2 separate regions of the Mus musculus genome follow, and region 1 is linked to region 2. Evidence: chromatin contacts called from public HiChIP or PLAC-seq data. All regions are on one chromosome and are shown on one strand. Each heading gives the region's core, a stretch centred on a gene start, on an enhancer-like site or on the middle of the called end of the contact. The rest is flanking DNA. Distances are from core to core; before and after follow the strand shown.

Evidence for each region. HiChIP or PLAC-seq counts read pairs in DNA pulled down with a chosen protein or histone mark.
Region 1: an H3K27ac HiChIP or PLAC-seq map of extraembryonic endoderm stem cells shows a contact between it and region 2. The contact joins the enhancer-like site here to the promoter of Usp29 in region 2. A contact is called at or near these places in 1 of 39 promoter capture datasets (the 3T3-L1 cell line), 1 of 484 Hi-C or Micro-C datasets (nephron progenitors), 14 of 115 datasets of contacts at active chromatin or transcription factors (a beta-TC-6 cell line, embryonic forebrain, embryonic hindbrain and 9 more) and 3 of 9 other capture datasets (adipose tissue, embryonic stem cells and pancreatic islet).

What each region holds. Positions count from the first base shown.
Region 1 is chr7:6,884,186-6,888,460 of GRCm38.p6, reverse strand. All of the region lies in intron 2 of Usp29 (ubiquitin specific peptidase 29), which reads right to left. Among named protein-coding and RNA genes, the nearest start is that of Mir3099, 83 kb to the right of the region's middle. Within about 2 kb of position 2,845, at least 13 of the 459 cell types and tissues checked have an H3K27ac peak or open chromatin away from gene starts, as enhancers often do. A contact at or near this core is called in extraembryonic endoderm stem cells, where this site is marked.
Region 2 is chr7:6,728,684-6,732,573 of GRCm38.p6, reverse strand. Usp29 (ubiquitin specific peptidase 29) reads right to left here and starts at 1,991. Exons shown (of 8, transcript NM_001360502.1): 1 at 1,272-1,991. It overlaps Peg3 (paternally expressed 3), which reads left to right and starts at 2,155. Exons shown (of 9, transcript NM_008817.2): 1 at 2,155-2,316.

The DNA of each region.
Region 1 (4,275 bases), core at 1,596-4,095, 160 kb before region 2:
TTTCTTGTGGCATATGTATTTATTTTTTATTTTAAGTTGTGTGGTGATGGTGATGTGTTTGTGTTATGGTGTGATATGTGTGTGTGCATGTGTATGTGGTATGGTGTCTGTATGTAGCATAGTGTGGTATAGTATGTGTACATATGTGGTATGGTGTATTGTGTGGGTATTTGGTGGTGGTGGTGGTGGTGTGTGTGTGTGTGTGTGTGTGTGTGTGTTGTGTGGTGTATTATGTGCATATATGTGATATGGTGTGTGTGTTTGGTGTGGTATATGTAGTATAGTGTAGTGAGATGTAGCATGTGAACACATGTGGTATGGTCTGTGTGTGTGTGTGTGTGTGGTATAGTATAGTATGTATGCATATATAGTATGGTGTTTGTGTGTGTGCATGTGTGAGTGCAGGTGCCCCTTCAGAGTCCAGAAAGAGGGTGTCCAGTCACCTGGAGCTAGAATTGCATGCATAAATGAGCCACTAGACATGGGTACTGGGGACAGAACTCAGGTCCTCTGAACTGTCTCTTCAAGATTCAATTAATTCATTTTTAATTACTAGCTATCAAATAATTTCTCCCCCCCCCCAACTTAGTGGCTTCAAATAATAGCTTTCCAGTGGGCCAAAAGTGAGGGTATGACTTAGCCGAGTTCTTTGCTCCAGGTCTCACAAGACTAGAATCTAGGGGCCAGTATGTCTGGGTTCTCAACTAGGGAAGGATCTCTGGCCAGGCTGCCTGGGGTTGCTGGCAGATTCTATTTCCTTGCAGCTGTGGGAAGTGGAGGTCCCTTCCTCGACTCCTGTTGGAAATTTGCCTTACGTTTTGAAGACCACCTGCATTTCCTGGCCAGTCAAGCTTTCCCAGTACAACTCCTTCATCAAGTCAGCAAAGAGAATCTAGAATGCATTGCTGGCTTGGCAGGGCCTTATTATTGCCACATATTTATAAATGACCTCCTATCTCCTTTGTTGCACTCCACAGGTTAGAAGCCCCAACCTCCATACTCAGGGGAAAGGAATAGTGCAGCGACATGAACTTTGGGAGCTGGTGGACAATGAAGACATCTTCTACTTCCAATGCTGCCCTTCCATATTGAGAAATAGTCTTCAGTTAGCCAAACTCTGGTCAGGGTCCTGAACCTTGTCCTGTACCAATGTGTATACTTCCTTATAAAATTCAGTTGCTTTCTTTTTCCTTTCCCATGTGTGTTGCATGCATGAGGGAGCATGTATGTGCATGTGGAGACATGGGGGTTATGTTGGAAATCATGTGGTCACTCTGTTTTTTACCTTATTCACTGAGGCATGGTCTCTCAAGCAAACTCAGATCTCACCTGTGTGACCTGTTTTGCTAGCCAGTTTGTGTTGGATGTCCATCCTCCACCAACTAAGGCTAGAATCACAGGCAGTGGCCCACATTCACCAGACACTTTGCATGAGTTTGGGGAGTTCCAAATTCAGGTCTTCAAACTTCTGTAGCAAATGCTTTAATCACCGAGCAATCTACTCAGCCTCTTCACAATTTTTTAAAAAATATAATATCTTGTATATGTCAGGTAGGCCTCAAACTAGCTATGCAGTTGAGTATGAATTTAAATTTCCATACCCTCTCCTTCACTTCCCAGGTACTGGGATTATAGTTATGCACCACCACACTTGGCTTATGCAGCTTTGAGGATGGAACCTGGGACTTTCTTCATGTTAGACAGGAATGCTACCAACTTAGACTCATCCCCCTTACCCCTAGTCCCCAACTGGGTTTCAGTAAGAACCTGTTGGGTCTGTTTCTTAAGAGATGAAAGTGCAGGCAGCCCAAGGGTATTAAAGCATAGCCAGAGGTAGCTGGTCACAACAGAGGGCTATAATTTAAAGGCTTGGTAGTCTTGAGATATGATCAGTCTCTCATCAGGTACCCTTCTGCCATCCCCAAGTGACAGTGGGGGCTGTTCCCTGTACCTGGTGATTTCTCTTATCAGTTTTCTGTCCACTGATTGCACCACACTCTGATCCTTGGCTCTAAATCTCTCACACGTCTATGTTGCATTGAGCTCAATATGTCTCTTGACTGTACAGTCCCATTGTCTGTACCACTGAGATGGTTCAAAATGGAGTCTCTCTTGTATTTTAATAAGTATCACTGGACAGTTGTTCCTTAACAACACACCTCCCAAAATTCATTTGTCGTGTGTGTGTGTGTGTGTGTGTGTGTGTGTGTGTGTGTGTGTTGGGGAGAAGGGAGTAAAGGAAAGCCTTGTGTGTTATCCTCAGGAATGCTGTTCACTATCTTTGAGACAAGATCTCCTGTAGACCTACAGATCATTAACTAGGCTCCATTGGCTGGACAGTGAGCCGCTGGAACCCTCCTGTCTCTCTCTTCCCAGTGCTGGGATTAGAAGCATGTGCTGTCAAAGCTGGTTTTTTAACATGGGCTCTGAAGACTGAGTTCAAGTCCTGGTGCTCACAAAACAAGTGTTTTACCAACAGAGCCACCCTCCCAGCTTGCATTGGTCAAGGTTTGAAATAAAGGTACCAGTGGGAGAAACTTTTTGACACACAATCTAGAGTATCCAAGAACACAATATTAATGTCAAGACAGGATCCAATTGCAAAATCCAGGCCGGGCTCCCAGGACTCACTGTGGGTGGAATCCTATGGGAGGTGAGCTAAAGGTTCACCTGAGGTCCAGGAAGTAACTGAATTTCCACAGGACTCAGGGGGTCAGCAGCTTCTTGGAACCAGCTCCCCATGGCCAGCAGAGTATTGAAACCGCAGCTGTCTGCTCGGCACGCCGTGTCCCTAGATGCAGCCGATAGCCAGCTTTTCTTTAATTTCCTGGGGCTGGCTGCCTTTTCTCTCCCTTGTCTGACACAATGCATTCCTGTCCTATGTGTTTGTGAGGAGCTCAGTACACAGCTGGCTCTAGTGTGAGCACGTTTCACATTTCCACACCATGATGCCAAACTTCCTTTCTGATATGCTTGTGGGAGAAATTCCTATTGTACAGCACGGCTTTGCTCAATCTCAACATGGCTGGCATTTGGGCCTTCATAATTCTTTGTCATAAAGGCAACTGGTTGTCCTGGGCACTACATCTCAGAGTGATATTTCTGGCCTCTGCTCACTAGGAGTACCTGGAACATATCACCTCTTCCTTTGTGATAACCCAAAATGTCTTCAGGCATTGTCAAATGTTCCTGAGTGATTAAAATCACCCTAAGTTAGTTGTGTAGCTTCTGGCAAGTTGACTATGCTCCTGGAATGAACCCCTCACCTGGCTCCTGTAAGCAGCCCTTAATGAAACACACTGCGTGCTGGTAACTGACTCAGGAGACAAAAGTGCTTGCTGCCTGAGTTTGATCCTAGGAACTTACATGGTGGAAGGATAGAACTGACTCCTGTAAGCTGTCCTCTGTTCACACGTGTACTATGGCATGTGAATGCTCACACACAAAAAAATCAAATCAAATCAAAATAAATGTAATAAAAAGGACATAGAAACCATCCTAGATCAAGAAAGGTAACTGTAGTGTAGAAAACACATAATCTTACAGTTTTTATTTTGCATTAGTTTCCATTTTTAAAAATTTAATTCTTTATTATTTTTTCACATTTCAACACACACACACACACACACACACACACACAGCAGAATGTGGCATCTGAGCTGGGGTAGTCCAGGACACAGCCTGAATTCCTGTGGTCCTTGAGGCCTGTGTTCACAGGATTCTTTGCTGCTGGGGCCAGGTCCTCCCATAGACCAAATCCTTACTCTGAGAAGATGAAGATGAAGCACACAGAGTACCATATTCTCCCCAATAATCCTTTCTTCCTCCCTTTACCTGAAATTCTATCATTTCCACCACAACCTAGTTTCACTTTGAATGCTGAGCTTGTCCCAGCCCTTAAGTCTTTCTAAGCCACCACAATAATGGAATAGAACTAAAATACCCTTATCAGTGCTAACTGATTCTGAGAACATCCCAAGACCATTACTTTTGCATACTTATTGCTAAGCTTATCCCTTCTGCTACATAGTAGATGGGAAAGAAATGCAAGCATGTGGGTGTATACACACACACATACACACACAGCACACGTGTGTGTTATGAATTTGAAGCAATTAGCTTCAAGACAAGTCCTATTGCTTAGCTCTCCCTTACATCTTTCAGAGAAAAGCCAGGCAACATCCATTGTTTTGGATCATGGTAAAGAGTAGCATTTTTTAAAAAACATGTGTAGTATGTATTCATGTGTGCACACGTATGTTTGAGTATGTGTGG
Region 2 (3,890 bases), core at 742-3,241:
ATGAGAGACAATAGACAGGTTGTTGTTACTGTTGCATTTCAGATGTTCAATCTCATTGCCAGCTTAAGCATCAAGAGAGTTGGTGAAATTGTCATACAATTCCAGGGAAATGAAAGAGAAGTCTTCATGACACGTATATGAGCCAAAGACATGTAGTGAGGCTGTGGAGTGGGTGAAAAGAGACTGTGTACAGTTTGGAGCGATAGTAAGCATGGAAAATACTGAGGCAAAGGGGAGATCTTATCTCTGCGGGAGCTCTTACAGCCTACTGACTTCCCAGAGAGCTGATGAGCCAGGACCTAGAGATAAACTGGTTTTGCAAATAGAGAGGGTCCAGTCCTTTTGAGTATGTTAAATTAACACCCCCCAAAGACTTTAACAAGATTTTGGGGGGGGGGTGCCTCCAAAATCAATCACTGTGGGGGTCCTAAGCATAGGCATTGTTTAAACAGCTCTCCCGGGGAGCAGAATGAATAGTCAAAGACCTAAGCATAGTGTTACATTCACTTGCGCGGTATGCCTTGTTCATTCATGTTTTATGCTTATGAATCTGTGTGAGGTGAGAAACCCCATCTCAGGACTGGGGAATTAAAACTGCATACCCTATCCATAAACCCACCACTTCACTATCATCTAGCAAGCAAGCAAGCAAGCAAGCAAGCACGGCTAAGTCTTTCAGTATAAATATAAAACTGAATCCGAGGTATCAGATTAGCTATGCTCTTAGGTAAAATCGCTTTTAACCCATGGACCACGGTCTTGCATTTTTTCCTTTAAAATTAAAACAGTGCATTTTACGTGTCTAATAAAAAATACAACCCGGAGTTTTAGCAGACACACAAAAATACAATTTGTGGATTTACTGGAATTCAAATCTGTTCTGCAGAGTACATTCTTAGTCATAAGAAAAGATGCTCCGTAAATACCCCTGTAATTAGTCTTTCACACACCTGTGCTTATTCCCTTAAATTTCTTGGCAGTGAAATGGTTCCATCAATAGTACATTAACAAACTTTTAATAATTCATCGATTTTACTGCCAGGGAAGAAATACCATTTATCTGCCAAGGAAATTCATGGGCACAGAGAATAAAGCCAAAATCATCTTTCTGTAGTCTGTTCTCCCCTCCCCCATTCCTTTTCCTAGAGGTAACCAGTTAAAAATTTTTTTTTTGCAAATTGTTCCAGAAGCTTTGCCCACATTTGTATATTTTTTAACAAAGAAATAAATGAGAGAGAAAGAAAGAGAGAAAGAAAAAAAAAACCACTTACCATTTCGTTTCTACAAACTTCGGCAACGGGTTTTATTTCATTGGGATCTATTCCGATCCAGGTCCTTTATGGCAGCGATACCTCCGTTATTTTTCCTGGTGACATAGGAATGTCTTCTATCAGAGGCAGGCTTGGTAATCTACCTGCTTGCTCTCCTCGCAATTTCTTGCTATTCTATGCAGTGGATTCACGCAATGATGGTTGACCACATGCGATTCAGCGCGCTGCCATAAACCGCCTTCACCCGGTATCTCAGGTTGGCGTTTCGCTATGCAGACAGTCAGGTCAAGATTCTTCCAGCCATTTGCATTGTCCTGTGACTTGCGGTCTCTTTTGCCCCCTTTTTTGCTTTGCTTTTGTCCTTCCCTTGTTGGTTTCCAATAGCTCTTCGTTTATTAAGGAAATTAGCTTAGTGCTTGGGTGTTGCAGGCAGAAAAGTCCTTTCTTCCACCTTTATCGTTCGTGGTTAGACCTCAACGTATGTGTTTCTGTCTCGATTTTTCATGGTTTTTCTTTTTTCCCGATTTTAGACAAATATATGCTTGTCGTTTTTCCCTCTCTCTCTTCTCAGGTTTTGCATTGGGGCATCATTAGTAGGTATTTCTGATTCACCCCGATTTCTTTTGGGGGGGCTGCATCCCTTCACACCCACATCCCATCCCCCTTTTCCAGACTCTGCTTGGGGGCCCCTAACACTGACTCCGTTGACGTCAACTCCGTGCCTTGGCGCCAAGCTGTTGCCTTGACAACAGCAGTCTGATTGGCAGGGTGTGGGAGGCGTGGTGAGGGCCCAAAGCGGGGAATGGGGTCTTGGATTGGTTAGAGAGGAAGCTCCGCCTCTGCAGAGGACCCTGACAAGGAGGTGTCCCGCAGCCCTTGCTGCAGACGCTGGGGAGTCAGGAGTCGCGGGAGGACGAGCATCGGAGGAGAAGCGGAGAGATGTCCACCCTGGGCTGGTGGCGCCGCCGGGCGCCCGGTTCAGTGTGGGTGCACTAGACTGCCGACCCTGGTCGGGGTGTGTGCGTAGAGTGCTGTGCTCCGGGAGGTGAGTCAGCCGGCCACCTGGCTGCTCTGCAGCATGCACCCTCTTAGATACCGTCTGCAGAGTTCAGATGGTGTTTGGGGTGCGTTGCCGCGGGCCAGGGGCGGCAGACCATATCACGGCTCCCAAGGGTAACTGACAAGGCTGCAGACTGCGCCTTCGGGAAGGGGGAATCACCACGGAGCGGCCGTGTTGCCGCAGGGATGCCATTTAGGTGACAGGGATTTAAAGAGGTATTCTATAGGTCCAGGCCTCGGAGCCTCAGGGTCCCGCGATCTTAGGGTCTTAGGGCTTTAGGTGTGAACCACCCAGAATCCCGGGAGAATCCAGGCTCCCTGTCTCATCTGCGTGGCCAGCCACGCAGATGATGCAGAAGTCCTGTTACAAGACCACCACAGTGGACATCAGAGTGCCGTCTCTGAGCAACCTCTTCTGTGGTTTCATTTTCTTTGCTCAGCAAAGTCTAAGGGCTATGCGGTTAACCCGATCGCCAGGTCGTCTGGCTGGCAGGGTCTTCGCAATCTAGCCATCTACCGCTAAGCGCGGCACTGTTCTTGGGGGCGGGTCTTGTTTTGCCGCAGTGGCGGTGGGCGGGGCTGAGGGCAGCTTAGGGGCGGGACTAAAGCAGAAGCTGTGAGATACTTTTCGGCTCCACCCAGTTGGCGCCATCTTGGAGGGTGGAGACAGGTTTGCTGCACAGGCTTATCCTGATTGGCTGCCTATGGTGGGGGCGGGGCCATGGCGGACTCAGCAGGCCCAGCCCGCTTGGCGCCATCTTGAAATGACCGCGGATTTGCCGCGCAGGCGCCGCTTTAGCATCAGATAAAGAGACTAAAAGGCCGAAGTGGCTTGAGTCTATGGGGTGCTAGCTCCTCTGGCTCTTCCTTTGCTAGTTGGCAGTAAAGATGCACCCCAGTTGTCGGCTTATCTGACTGGCCGAGTGGCCTAGACCCTCACTCAGTCTTAGTTTGCCGCACGAATGCTGCCATCTCGCGGCCTTCCATTTAAAGGATGGAACGGCAGGCTCAAACAATCCATTTTTCTGTGGCTAGATTTTGGTTGCAGAGCCTCAAATTGACATCAAGTGACGGGTCTTTTGACCCTGGACTGTATCTGGCTCCATTTATGAGGAGCACTGTGGGGTTTATGAAGAGTTAAAAAGTGTCGCCCGGTTGTCTGGAGGGAGAGGCTATCGTCCTGAGTGACTGACAGACAACAGGACCTTGTTCACCTTTGCTGGTTATACCCGCGCCACAGACAGAAACTGTAATAGGTGCCATCATGAGTGACAGCCCAGATGGCTGCAGGAGGTGGGCTTTAGGGAGGGGTTATTATTCTGAATGACAAGGCCTCATAGCTCCGCCCATCCTGGCGCCATCTTTCCTGGCCAAGGGCGGGGCTTCGATGCTCTGCAGGTATCTTGAATGACAGCTGGACGGGCATGCTGCATAGAGGCGGGCTATAAGGAGGGGCTTTATAATCCTGAGTCACCACAAAGCCCCACCTACCCTGACGCCATCTTTGCTGGCTGATGGTGAAGAAGGGAGTGGCAGGGCGGGGCTATGAAGAGTGGCTGC